Linked DNA regions of Macaca mulatta: region 1 is linked to region 2. Evidence: chromatin contacts called from public Hi-C data. All regions are on one chromosome and are shown on one strand. Each heading gives the region's core, a stretch centred on a gene start, on an enhancer-like site or on the middle of the called end of the contact. The rest is flanking DNA. Distances are from core to core; before and after follow the strand shown. Region 1 holds the start of COLGALT1 (collagen beta(1-O)galactosyltransferase 1). Region 2 holds the start of SLC27A1 (solute carrier family 27 member 1).

The links. Hi-C and Micro-C count contacts between places; a contact is called where the count stands out from the background.
Region 1: a Hi-C map of liver shows a contact between it and region 2, with 3 times the contacts expected there. The contact joins the promoter of COLGALT1 here to the promoter of SLC27A1 in region 2. A contact is called at or near these places in 2 of 14 Hi-C or Micro-C datasets (cortical neurons and liver).

The regions. Positions count from the first base shown.
Region 1 is chr19:18,054,495-18,057,194 of T2T-MMU8v2.0, forward strand. COLGALT1 (collagen beta(1-O)galactosyltransferase 1) reads left to right here and starts at 1,326. Exons shown (of 12, transcript XM_077978295.1): 1 at 1,326-1,671.
Region 2 is chr19:17,980,116-17,982,815 of T2T-MMU8v2.0, forward strand. It overlaps SLC27A1 (solute carrier family 27 member 1), which reads left to right and starts at 1,363. Exons shown (of 10, transcript XM_077978293.1): 1 at 1,363-1,547. The coding sequence starts at 1,381.

The DNA.
Region 1 (2,700 bases), core at 76-2,575, 74 kb after region 2:
TGTTTGTTTTTTTTTAGTAGAGATGTGGCTTCACTATATTGACCAGGCTGGTCTCGAACTCCTGACGTCAAGTGATCTGCCTGTCTCAGCCTCTCAAAATGCTGGGATTACGGGCGTGAGCCGCTGCACCTGGCCTGTATCATTCTTAAAAATTAAGTTTTAGCCGGGCATGATGGCTCACTGGTAATCCCAGCACTTTGGGAAGCTGAAGGGGGAGGATTACTTGAGCTCCCCAGGAGTTTGAGAAGAGCCTGGGTAACATAGGGAGACTCCATCTCTACAAAAAATTTAAAAGTTAACTGGGCGTGGTTGAGTGCACTTGTAGTCCCAGCTACTTTGGAGGCTGAGGCAGGAGGATCAGTTGAGCCCAGGAGGTTGAGGCTGCAGTGAGCCATGATCATGCCACTGCACTATAGCCTGAGCCACAGAGCAAGACCCTCTCTGTGAAAATAATAAAAATAATAATGTTCAGATGTATTTTTTAAAGTTTTTATTGTTTTTAAAAATAGAGGCATGGTCTTGCTATGTTGCACCACTGCACTCCAGCCCGGGCGACAAAGCCAGACTCCGTCTCAAAAAAAAAAAAAAAAAGTGTGATACTAAGTCAATCAATTTGAAAATACGGCACTAGAGTATTGGAAAACAATCCCTTGGTGGCATTTCCATGAAAACACGGCCCTTGTCTCTGGAAGAGCTTGTGCTCAGAACGGTCCATTATCTTGCCCTGGCTCCATTTTCACGCCAACCCTGTAGGGTCTCTATGATCTCATTTTATAGATGGACAGACTGAAGCTCACACACAGTAAGCCCAGGGCGGGGACTGGATGTGACGCCAGGTCTGTGGACGTCATGACCTTTATTCTCCACAACCCTCAATGACATCCCTGTGAGGTCCAAAACCAGGATGGCAAAACCCACGTTGCAGCAGAGGAAACTGAGGCTAAGGTCTCTTGGGTCCCAAACCAATTCCTAAGTAGCCAAGTCCGCCTGGTGGCACAGCCCAGGTTTTATACATGGGGAAGTTTGGCGGCGCATCAGGAGGAGGTCTCGGTGGTAGGACGCACCCGGAGAAAGCGCGGGTTCCTAACCCTAACGCTACCCCTAACCTCCCTTCCACGCTCTCCGAGCGCTCTGTGCCTTTAACGTGGGTGCGGGGGCGGGGCGTCCTGGGTAGGGCTGCAGGTGACGTCACTCCGGGCTTTGGGTCTCCGAAAGCGTCTGGAGGCGGGGCCTGGACTTCACGCCAGGCGCGCTCCTCCCCTTCAAGGCGCGCGGCCGGGCGGGGCCCCAATGACCCCTTTAAGGCGCGGCCAGAGTCCTCCCGCAGAAAAACGACTTAAAGGAGACGCGTGGCGCGATGGCGGCGGCCCCACGCGCCGGCCGGCGGCGCGAGCAGTCGCTCCAGGCGCTGCTGTTTCTGCTGCTGGCGCCACTGCCGCCGGGGGGCCAGCCGGGCGCCGACGCCTACTTCCCCGAGGAGCGCTGGAGCCCGGAGTCGCCCCTGCAGGCGCCGCGCGTGCTCATCGCGCTGTTGGCGCGAAACGCGGCCCACGCTTTGCCCACCACGCTGGGCGCACTCGAGCGGCTGCGGCACCCGCGGGAGCGCACTGCGCTATGGTGAGCCGAGCCCGCTGTCCCCATCGGGCGGGTCCACGAGAGCCCCTGCTCGCTGTCCCCTTTGGGGTGGATTCACACGAGCCCCTGCCCGCTATCCTCTTTTGGGCGGATCCGCGCGTGCTTTCTGTTCTCTACCCCCATCGGGACGGGTCTACGCATGCCCCTGCCCGCTGCCCCATCGGGATGGGCCCACGCGTGCCCCCTGCCTGCTGTCCTCCCATGGGGCCAGACACAGCCCTCCCCACATTAAAACAAGCGGGATCGAGTTCCTCCTGCTGGCTCCTTTGGGGTGGGCTGGGCACCGCTCCTGTCTACTGGACCCTACTAGGGCAGATCCGGCCCCACTGACTGTGACTCGTTCTAACTTCCTCTGGAGCACGTACACCTCCAAAGGACTGAGCCCGCAGCCCCCACTGGGGCGTTGCCAGGGGCCACATCTAACAGCAAGCCTTTCTGTGCCTGCTGCTAACCTTAAGCTTGAACTCAGCCCGGCTCCAGGCCCCAGTCAAACCCCTGCCTTCGGACCGACGTGGGTGGAGTCCAGGACTAGATGGCCCAGGAGGAAGTGGATGCTTTCTTGGGAGGGAACAGGCCAGAACTCTGAAGAAGTCTTTGACTGGTGACTTCTCACTCCCTGCCTCAGTTTCCTCAAATGGAAAATGGGTCCGGGCGCTGTGGCTCACGCAGTAATCCTAGCAACTTGGGAGGCCAAGGTGAGCGGGTCACTTGAGCTCAGGAGTTCGAGACCAGCCTCGCCAACATGGCAAAACCCTGTGTCTAGAAAAAATACAAAAATTAGTCGGGTGTGGTGGTGTGTGCCTGTAGTCCCAGCTATTCAGGAGGCGGGAAAATCACTTGAGCCCAGGAGTTTGAGGCTGCAGTGCGCTATGATTGCACCACTGCACTCTAGCCTGGGCTACAGAGTAAGACCCTGCCTCTAAAAAAAAGAAAAAGAAAAGAAAATAAGTGTATTAATATAATTCTCTTTTGGGGTTTGTCTCTGAAGATTAACCAGTTAATGGATGTGGAGTCCTTGGGTCTGGCATGGGCTTGGCTCTCAGTGATTTTATTATGATTGCTATC
Region 2 (2,700 bases), core at 113-2,612:
GGATCCTGGGGTGTGACGTTGAGACTTAATCGACAAGGCTTCGGGACATGGATTAAGAATTAGCTGTGTCCTTGAATTACACGTGTTTAAGACCGCGGCGGTGTTTACAATTAGAGACTTCTGAGGCCCCCACGGTGTGAGTTGAGCACTCCCCTGGGGCCCTGGAATGTGTTTTTAAGAATGAAAGAGGTTTTGGGGCTTGGATTTAGGACAAGCTGGGGCAAGAATTCAGCCCACGCGGGCCGTGGGTGTGGACTGGGATCTTTTTGGTCCCCGAGGGTAGAGAGTCTGCACGCCATCTAGGGCTCGGGTCCTGCTATCTTGCGAGCCATGCCCCACGGCTGCAGGACACGTGTGTTTCCTAAAAGGAGAGGGGGTGGGGCAAGGCCTGGTTGTCATGGAGACAGCGGTGGGCGGGGGGGGGGGTCCCTGGCGGGCCGTTCTAGCCCCCATGTCTCGTTGACCGTCGCCTCTCTGGTTCGGTTGCCTCTCTATGGTCGTGGCTCCTGGAAGAGGGCCCGCCTCAGCTCTGCAGACTGAGCGGCTTCGAGGTAGACAGGTGGGAAGAGGGGCGGGGCCTAGGTCCTATGGGGGCCGGAGTGAAACCCAGGAGGTGGTGACGAGCCGAAGCCTGAGGGCGGGGCCAGTGACCAGGATAGAACCTGAGCCTGGGAGCATGGGCTAGGGCCGGAACTGGGGTGGGGCTTGAACTGATGGGAGGGGTCTAGTTCCGGGAGGGGCGGGGGGGCGCGGTGTGTGCTTGTGGGCGGGGCCATATAATCTAGCCTAGGGGGTGGAGCCTGGCTGAGAGGGGCGGGACTCGGGGGAGAGGGCCTGCGCCTGTGGGTGGGGCTAGAAGTATAACCTAAGGGCAGGGCCCCGTGAGTGGCGAGAAAGCCACGGGGTAGAGGCAGGACCAGAAGCAAAGGGGACACGACGTGAAGGGTAATTCGGGGATCAAGGATACAGGCTAAATGCAGGCATATGGCGAGGCCGGACAGTGACCGACAGGGTGGACTTACTGGCTCTGGGGGCGGGGACTGTTGTAAGATTGGCAGGGAAGGATGGACTCAAAAATATGGAATAGAGCTGACCCAGGGTCAGAGGCGGAGCCTGGCCAGGACCTGGCCAATCCCAGGCCTAGGGCCGGGGTCTGGTTCCTAGTTAGGGGGCGGGTGTTAAAGCCTGGAAAGGGGGCGATGCCTGGCTTGAGGAGTTGACCAATCCCAGGCCTGGGGGCGGAGTCTGACCCGGAGCACCCTTCCCGGGCTCGCGGCGGGGCGGAGCCGAAGCCTGGGGGCAGGGCTCGCTGTAGGGTCGGGGGCGGTCGCGGGCGGAGCCGGAGTGGCCCGCGGCCTTAGCGCACTCTGTCTCCCCAGGATGCGGGCTCCGGGTGCAGGCGCGGCCTCGGTGGTCTCGCTGGCGCTGTTGTGGCTGCTGGGGCTGCCATGGACCTGGAGCGCAGTAGCGGCGCTCGGCGTGTACGTGGGCAGCGGCGGCTGGCGCTTCCTTCGCATCGTTTGCAAGACCGCGAGGCGAGACCTCTTGTGAGTGTTGACGGGATCCGCCAGGGCCGGGAGTGGGGCTGAGGGCTCTGGGGGCGCACGGTGCGGGGCTGGGTTGCGAAGACAGCTTGGAGGGTCCGGAGAGCTGGGGGTGCTTTGTAGGTTGGGGGTGGGGCTGGGCCGAGGGGCGGGGCCTGAGAGGGTGACCAGTTGGGGGGCTCTGAGGGCGCTACAGGGGACACTTTAAGGATTTCTCGAGGGAGATGAGTAGCCTGCAAGGTACTTGGAGCGTTGCAGGCTGCTCAGGAGATGATCTCAGGGGCTTGGGGGGCAACTTGGGGGTCTTTGGGCTGCTGGTGGAAGTTCCAGGGAGCTGGGGCTGACTGGAAAGCGGTGGCGGTGTAGGGGTCTCTTTGGAGCCTTGTTAACTGTGAGAGACTTCAGGGGGCTCTCCAGTAGGTCACCGGGGCTCACAGGGACGACCCAATAGATAGTCTCTGGGGGTTGCCAAGACACTTTGGGTCTATCCAGGGCTTTCTCTGAGGGATGAGCGAGCTGCTTAGGAAGTCTATAAAGGACTTGCCGGGTTTCTGAAGGTGTGTATTTCCTCAGGACCGTTTCCAGCTGGGACACTGTTTGAGATTGTGGGGTCTGTGTGGGTCTTTGGGTTTGGGAGTTGTTCGGAGTGTGTAGGGAGGCTGCTGCGTATTCCAGGTCTTGTTTGGGGGTCTATTCTGGCCGTGTCTCTGAGGGGCTTGCTCAAACGAGCCGTTGGGGTCCTTCTGGGGTGAAACAGGCATTGCTGGGGGTTCCTATCAGAGCAGATCTCAGGAACAGCACCACGTGGGAGCAGGTGAACGCAGGCTAGCAGGGCAGGGTTCAACACCTTCACAGCTCCTTGTAAGATGGAGTTGCAAGAGGGACTGAACCCACTGTAAGGAGGGCACAGAGGGTGTGGAGATGGGAAGGATCCCACCGTAAGTTGACTGGTTCTGAACTTTCTAAAACTCACCCCTTCTCCATGCCATGGCCCCCTGCCCCCGGCCCCTTGGTTGTTCTGATGTGGAAATCCGACTGTGCCCTCTGCTCAGACACCTTCCACAGCCAACCCATGCTTGGCAGAAGGAAGACTCAGCCCCTAGCTGGCACTCAAGGTCCTACCATCTGTTCCCTGCCCACCTGCCACTCCCCCCAT